Linked DNA regions of Zea mays: region 1 is linked to region 2. The links are chromatin contacts, called in public Hi-C maps. All regions are on one chromosome and are shown on one strand. Each heading gives the region's core, a stretch centred on a gene start, on an enhancer-like site or on the middle of the called end of the contact. The rest is flanking DNA. Distances are from core to core; before and after follow the strand shown. Region 1 holds the start of LOC100285632. Region 2 holds the start of LOC100383322.

Evidence for each region. A called contact is a pair of places that touch in the nucleus more often than the background predicts.
Region 1: a Hi-C map of tassel shows a contact between it and region 2, with 3 times the contacts expected there. The contact joins the promoter of LOC100285632 here to the promoter of LOC100383322 in region 2. A contact is called at or near these places in 2 of 25 Hi-C or Micro-C datasets (ear and tassel).

The regions. Positions count from the first base shown.
Region 1 is chr4:23,917,366-23,921,361 of Zm-B73-REFERENCE-NAM-5.0, forward strand. It overlaps LOC100285632, which reads right to left and starts at 1,721. Exons shown (of 12, transcript NM_001158523.1): 1 at 1,288-1,721; 2 at 1,106-1,171; 3 at 613-701; 4 at 280-425; 5 at 78-202. The coding sequence starts at 1,413.
Region 2 is chr4:23,617,908-23,622,208 of Zm-B73-REFERENCE-NAM-5.0, forward strand. LOC100383322 reads right to left here and starts at 2,276. Exons shown (of 12, transcript NM_001175980.2): 1 at 1,973-2,276; 2 at 1,198-1,427; 3 at 991-1,074; 4 at 807-862; 5 at 576-711; 6 at 356-452; 7 at 187-253; 8 at 1-88. The coding sequence starts at 1,414.

The DNA of each region.
Region 1 (3,996 bases), core at 471-2,970, 300 kb after region 2:
CAGTTTAGATACAGTAAAGTAATCACCTCGGTTAGCCACATTTTTCATAAAGTGGATATATAAGCATTTGATCAGACCTTTCCAATTAGGCAGGGAATGATGGCAGAGTTTGTAACATAACCCATGCCAAAGAGGATAGCAGCAGGCTTTCCAACAAAACGTGCAGTCAACTCCTCCAGCTCAGTGTGAAGCTTGGTCGTACCTGTCACAAGATGAAAGGGATCAGCTTATGTTCCTAAAAAGTTGTAAAAATATAAGCATGTTGAGAATGTAGCATACCTCCATCGACACGAACACTGCAGGTGCTTGCTGAGTATTTCTTGAGAGAATCAATAACACGTGGAGTGCAGTACTCATCTGCTGCGGCAAAGCCAAGGTAGTTGTACGAGCCCAGGTTGAGGCATTTAGTGGTATTTGAGGTACGCCTGCAACAATAATGAGCATTAGCGACAGTTCGAACTTGTTTTTCTTGCAATAATTTATGTCTGAATGATCATTCAATTTACATCTTGAAAAGTGAATGAAAGATATGCTTAACTATGTTTAGCCTATTGTCGTATTGGCTAAGCTGAAATTGTTTCCATAAATTAGAATAATAGAATAAATGCTTACTGTAATGTCTTGTTATTGTCGTTTGAGGTGCGCTCAACAACATCAAACCATGAATCAGGTGCACTTGCTATCGGCCTACCAAAGCAATCCTGTAAAACCACAAAGGACGGATTGGTTATATCCTGAGGTGCACAATCTTGCTTAGCAAAACAGACTTGAATCCGACATTAACCAGGAAAATACATGTAATTTACAGCTCCAAGTATTTCAGAATATATAGTATTTTGGTCTAGAATAATATTCATAGCGGGCATATATGTTCACTAGTGCCAGGTGCATAAGACATTCAAATGCATAAAGAATAGGCATAAAAATCAGGAAGATTGCATTTAAAATGCTCATAAATAAACAAAAAAATCTAATCCTTTGAACATATAGCATACTTCAATGTACTCGGATAGGGCGCTCCAAATATACACCTGCACAGCCTATTTTCAAGATAATACACAGAAATTTCTTCGGACATCAATGAATTCGGATGTGTTTATCTCACCTGGATCCGCAGGTACAGTCGTCGCACATAGAAATCCTCCAGTCCCAGGCAGATCGGCGCGTAGCCCTGTATGAAGCCAAACGCTGAATCAGAAATACCAAGAAAAATTGGGACGGGATCTCCCGGATCCGGGTGCGGGGAGGCGGAATTCGGCCGGCCGGCCGGCCGGCCGCCCTGCGTACCTTGACGTTCTTGGCCTTGAACCAGTCGACGAACTTGCGGAAGAAATCCCTGAGCTGGCCGAAGGCGAAGAGCAGCCCGTAGCTGAACAGCGTGGTCAGCGCCGTTGTGTAAGGCAGCCTCACCATCTTGCCCCTTCCTTAATCCCCCGGGGTCTCCTCCGGTTGCCGAGACGCCACCCGAGCTATCCCGAAAATTATTTGACTTTTTTTGGCCGGAGAGCTCGTCCGTCAGAATTCGAATCCTTGACTGACCGCGAATGCAAGGTGTTCTCGGATTCCAAGATAGCTTCTTGGAGATCTCCCGCCCTGTCTGGCTGGCTGTGAATTGGATTCGATGAGACTGGAGCGAATGAAGCGTTGATGGGGAGAAGGACGCGGGGAGAGGAGGGATTTAAGGGAGGGGAGAGTGAGAGGGGGTCGTCAATGGCGACTGCGCGGCCAAGGGAGGAGGAGGTGTAAGGGTTTGAACGTTGAACAGCGCGACGGGGAAGCAAGGGAAGAACGGGAGGAAGGACACAGACAGCCAACCAATGAGGGAGCCAATCTGTAAACATCTTTTTTTTCTCTATTTGTTGTTTTGTCTCTATATGAATGTTTCTGCAATTGTGCATTTACAGGAATTCCAGGGTGGTTTGTACAATAATTGTAAGACAAAAAATAAAATAATTTGACAGTAGGCAGTTCACTATCAATGGGATTGAGAAAGCAAGGAGTTGTTCGCTTAGGATTAAGGGATGTTTGGTTTATAGGAATTAATTTTTAGTTCCTTTATTTTATAATATTTTGGTCTCTAGATTGTTAATACAAGGACTATCCATATCTAACAATTTAAAGACTAAAATTGAATAAAACAGAGGAACTAAAAATTAGGCCCCGTTTGATTCATTTAGCCCAGAGACTAAAGTTTAGTTAGGAGATTAAAGTTTAGTCCCTACTCTGTTTGGTTCTAGGGACTAAAACAATTTAAAACACATTAAATAAATTATAAGAGGACTAAAATACCTCATAACATTCCTCGTCGTTAATGCAACTGAAATAAAAGAGAGCAAAAAGTGGAATTTAAATGGTTTAGTCTCTTTTAGTCACCTCTTAAGAGACTACATACTAAAACAATTTAGTCCATGTTTTTGTCCTACCATTTGACAATTTAGTGACTAAATAGGACTAAAATGAAGTGACTAATCTTTAGTCCCTCAAACCAAACGAGACCTTAGTCCCTATAAATCAAACACCTCCTAAAGTCAGATGTTCGGACTGCTATAACTACAATCGATAAAGACAAAATATTATAGAACCAGTAGAAACTGTACGAATTAAAGCCAAACGTACTGGCTTTAAATCACAAGCATGACAAAATGTTCACTGAACCCGCTAGGGAGATTGAGAAGAAACTCATCATTTCAAAGACGGTGATCAATGCTGTTAGATGACAATATATTTCTTGAAACATTGTGTCCTGTTGAAATATAAGGTTATCTCCAATAAACTTCTTATCACATCTTATATCATACTCTTTATTTCAAACTCCACTATATAAACAGTGTAGTGATCATGGCATGATAACTCTGCCTCCCATGTTGATCTAGTGTTTTTCATATGCTCTTATTAATTAAGTAGGATGCGACATTGAATAACTTCCAACAATCTATGTAATAATTTTGTTACAATAAAATTATATTTAGCTACACTAAACGCTTGATTGGTTGGGTGGGCAAGCACGCACAGGCACGCATGATCCTGGCCAACTGGATACGTCCATTTTGAGGGTATCTCTAGATGCAACCAAAGTAACTTATTTTGCATCTGCTTATGCGACACACGTCTCGAGCATACAATCAACCAAACAAAAACTCAAATAAAGCGAATGGATAGTAAGAGTTTCTTTGGAACACATGAATTTCACAAAAATGATATAGGAATTTCACATAAATTAGTTCAAAACAAAAACACAAAAAACGTAGGATCCAGAAAATTGTACTTTGATCCAAAAGAGACCTAAACTGTTACGAGATTATGTATTTAGACATTTCAAAGAACGGGTACATACTCCCTCCATTCTAAAAATGCAATAGTTACTTTTAAGGGGTCAAACGATTTTAGATTAGACCAAATCTATATAAAAATTAAACATTTATTATATGAATAATGTTATTAGACTAATTATGAAATACATTTTTATAGTTGGCTTATATGAAGACATAAATGTAATTAAAACAAGAGGATCAAACCATTCGTTTTATATGACTTAACCTTTACTCTTATTGGGCAACAATTTCTGCATATAGAATACATTAGTGGAGTCATATAAAGATTTTCTGCATATCTAAATAGGGAGAGAAACTAGTCACAAGAGATAAGTAAACAATTTTCTTAAGGAAAAATTGTGTCTACATGGAAACTAATTGGTGAAGCAATGTGATAGGTAGAAGAGGGAGAGAATATACAATCGCTCTTTATAAACTATTAATTAGCTATGACTTTCTAAGCAGAAGAGACAGCTAAAAGACCATATCCATATAACATAATGTCTCTTAATCATAATGTATTACCTCTAAAGACAGTTCAAGGGATGGGTATTAATTGGGTTGAAAAGTCATAGTCAGACCCTTCATAAAAAGATGGCTTACTGATTTTTTTCACTTATCCCCTAGAGACTCTCAAGAGTGAGGGTATTTAAGAGAGTTGTACATGTCCAAAGCGTGTGGTTTT
Region 2 (4,301 bases), core at 1,026-3,525:
AGCTGACTTGCTCACAAGCTAGCCTCCTCTTTACTGACAGCGTTGCCTTCTCACATTCAGAAGCCAAGCCAAGCTGTATTTCCACACACTGTTCTTGTGCAGTTGGGGGGCAGTAGAAGCTAGTTACAAATTCGGCCGCACCATGATACCAAAAAGAAAAGACACAAGTGTAACAGGTGAACTTACCTGAGCCAATGCCTGAATTGAGATGGCCTCAAGCATGCCCTCCTGCAAGTAACTGGGAAAACCCTTCCTGCAGTTGAAAACACAAGGCATATGATGAGCACCTGCTTGAAGGGACATTCAGAAGTGATGACTTCTCCTGGCTAGCATGCATTGGGTGGTGAGTGCGTACTTGACTTGCGCAGGTATCTGAACAAGTATGCGATGCACGGAGTAGTCTAAGCATCCCGACGCCCTGAGCAATGAATCGACGACATCCTTCTTTGCGTCTGCAGAAGCAATCACAAAGTGTCATCACTACTTGACTGTTATTTGGATTGAGAAGGTACAGAAGTTACTAGGAGTGTCAAAATAATCATGGATGTCTACTTCAAAGAGATGAACAGACAGACCTTCTGCTACCTTCCTTTCACCACCACCTTGGCTGCTCTTTGGGATGAGCAATAGGTTAGCCTCAAACAACGCAAGCATGGCCATCATGTGGACCACCGAGAGCACCTCATACCACGCGCTCGCCAGACAACACTCCTGAATAAGAAAAAAAAACATCCTGTAATCCAATCAGTAGAGGCACCCAAATAATAACAGGAACTAAAACACTAGCAAAGGTGCCAGACTCTCGCCTGGTCGTCGTCTAAGGTCTTCCATCTGAACTGTACTGACGATTCAAGACGGCTCTCTGTTCAGACCAATCAGATTTACATTGTAATTCTTTGAGTGATTAACCATGAAGATTATACAGAAGAGATTCCTCAAAAAAAAAAAAACAAAGAGATTACACAGAAGTGAACAAGAAAAGGCTGGAACCTTTCGTTGTTAAACCAAGAACAACTGGCAAGTACTCCTCTAGCGCATGCTGCAGTTCTTGAACAGCTGATACGTCCGCGTGATCTTCGCATAGCATAGGGTCGCCAATTTCAAAACAGTAAATCAGAACCTTTTACAATAACCAAGCTCAGGCGGCGAGCAGAGCAGAGCTGAGCAGTAGTAACGACAGATCAGAGATGAACATACAGATTTCTTCAGCCAGCGAGGCGACATGGGCACGGAGTGTGGAGAGTCGGTCGACAAGATCCTTGGAAACTATTCCCCTGAGCGGATGAGCTATGTCAGAGGCCACTGGGATGCGGATGGTGGGCACGAACACGGCAACCTCCTGTATGACGCTCCGGCGCTTGCGCCCCTTCCCACCTATCGTGTACTTGTCGGGGATTGATGGGCCACACCCCATCTCTTTACAGTTTCTGGGTAGCAGTCGAATTCAGAGGAGCGGAGTTGCCATCAAATGTTTTGAAACCGCATGGAGAGTTTGAGATTGACTGACTGGCTGATAATTAACAACAGTGTGAATCGAATGAAGAGAGCAGAGTCACACGGAGAAAGAAAACAACGAACTAAACTCTCGATGCAGTGAACACAGAAAAGAAATAGACAATGAATCAAACTTCAAATACTTTCAGCTGGGGAGGGTCAACTAGACTCGAGCTCATCATACCATACAAGTTTTAGAATCATATCAAAGAATTCGACAGTATGTGTTAGTAAGTAACTGCAGGTATTTTGAACACGTAGTGGTCTTGTGGATCTGAGCCCCCACACTTGATCTGGAATACTGTACGGCAACTCGACTGAACTAAGAGTTCATGTTCAGCAAAGACGAACAGAACAGATCGGCAGAACGTACGGGGTTAGCAAAAGCAGCAACCAAGATGGATGAGCATCCTATCCAAGAACATCCAGCCAATCAAGAACATGAGGCACTCTCACTCCCCCAGCCCAGTGTACTTACAGAGTGACCCAGGAAGGTTGTTGGAGCCAAGAAACCTGACGAAGTTGACCCTGCGCTGCACATCCGGTATAAAAAGGTCACACGCCACAGGACCCCCCGGCTTTATAGCTGGAGAAACGGAGGGCAAAGCGAGACAGGGATTCGGGAAGAGCAGACGCAAATGGCTGCGGTGGCCCGGCCCTGGTCAGATCGGAGAGTGGGAGATCTTGGCATAATGGCATGTAGATACCGAGGAGGGAGGAGCCGAGGACGCGGGGCGAGAGCACATGGCGAAGCCACAGGAGCGGCACCCGCCTCCTCGTCCTCGCTCCCAAGTGGAGCCTGTACTGCTGCGACTAAACTATGGCCACCGTCGTGGGAGGAGTGCAACCGCCACTGCTATTAAATTAAGAAGCATCAATGGCGCGAGTTCAACGTCTTGTTCAGAACTGTCTCTCGCAAGTTTGATCGGAAATTTAATGCATTATGGTCATTTTCTCTTGAGTTTTGAACTTCGCTTCCAACAAATTAGGTGGACCGTTTTTTTTCCAGTGGGGCACTAATTTTCTTTATTCAAGGTACAAATTAGTTCAACCTCATAATATATACTACATGCATCCTTTTTTATTCGACGTCAAATAGTGTAAAATTGAACTACAAAACGTGAAATAATAAAAATGAAGGGAGTAGTTTGTAGGCTGTCTCCAACATTCTCCCCCATATCTCCCCCAACTTCATATTCTGTGTACTATAGGGAAACAACCGTGGCAACGTTTCCGTCATGGCCCTCATGCCCTCATGGCAGGAGAGAGGCATAGCTCTATAGAGGAGCTCTAATCTTCCTTGTTCTTTAATTACTTCATTTTCTCGATATTTGAAGGGGTGCTCACTTTTAGGGATGGATATCGAGCCAGCTCGGCTCGTTATGGCTCGTTAATGTAACGAGCTAAATAACAGCTGGCTCAGCTCGGCTCGTTAGAAAGCTCGAGCTAGTTCGTTAGGCTCGCGAGTCACACAACTAAATACAAAGATCTATATACATAAATATATATATAACTGAAAAATCATATTTTAAGTGTTTAACACTACAAACCCAAAACCTTTATAATATTATTATCATAACATCGTCCTAGCGCTTCTAACTTTTAATATTAAATTAAATAACCAAATATGTACTGACTTACTGATTTATAAACCTTATTATAAGATAGCAATAAGCATCATTATAAAGTAATTCATCATCCATTCCACAAATATGTAACATTTTATTGCACAACACTAACACCATATGATGCTAGAAACGAAGTTCACGAAACCATAACCAATAATCAAATATTAAATATTCAATGTCGGTATGTAGCCATGCAATAATGCAAATATTTAAGCACATGACACATTCACATATGTCCACGTTACAGATCATAACTACGAGAAAACAAGACTACGAGAGATGAGACGACACGAACGACTAGACAAACTTGTGTTGTGGCTTAGCTCGTTTGGCTCGCGAGCTAGCTCACGAGCTAACCCGAGCTGGCTCATTAGAGAACCGAGCTAGAATGCTAGCTTGACTCACTATAAAATTAAAATGAGCCGAGTCGAGCCGAACTACTAACGAGCCGAGTCGAGCGAGTTACAGAGCCCACGAGTATTTCGTCTAGCCCTACTCACTTTCAGAGGTGCTCAATGCAACAAATGCAGCTGATGGTGTCATTCAACGTCCTCAGCAATGTGATGAAGCTAGCCCATCATAGAATGCCTCCCACAAAAAATCCAAAAGCAAAGCTGGGAGCAAGAAAAGAAGCCAGACATGAGGGCCAAAGAGCCCAGTACAGAAGTAGGGATTCTGAACTCTCCCTTGCCGCTGTTGTTATGCAAGCTTGCAGTATTTAGGGCCTGTTTGGTTTAATGACTAACTTGCCACACTTTGCCTAACTTTTCTGCCTAAGGTTAGTTCTTCAATTCGAACGACTAACCTTAGGCAAAGTGTGGCAGGTTTAGCCACGAACTAAACAGCCCCTTAGTCTACTGTTTAAATCGTCATCATGATAATGTTTAGCTAGATCCTTTTTATGTTACTATTGTCTGGGTTGGGCGTTGCCGTATTTTAGATAATCTTAATGCCTCGGCCGAAGATTTTATGCGTGTCTAAGTTTATAAGTAACATGTTAAATGATGGGATATTCCACGCACTAGTACAATTTGGCTCTATACAAGCGGTAGGCTTTTTACATCCCAGGCGGTTCGGATAGAAAACCGCCTAGGATGTCCCAGGCTATTCGGACCGACTGTGATGTATTAGTATCACAAGCGGTCCGAAATACAAACCGCTTGTGGTGCTCGATTTGTT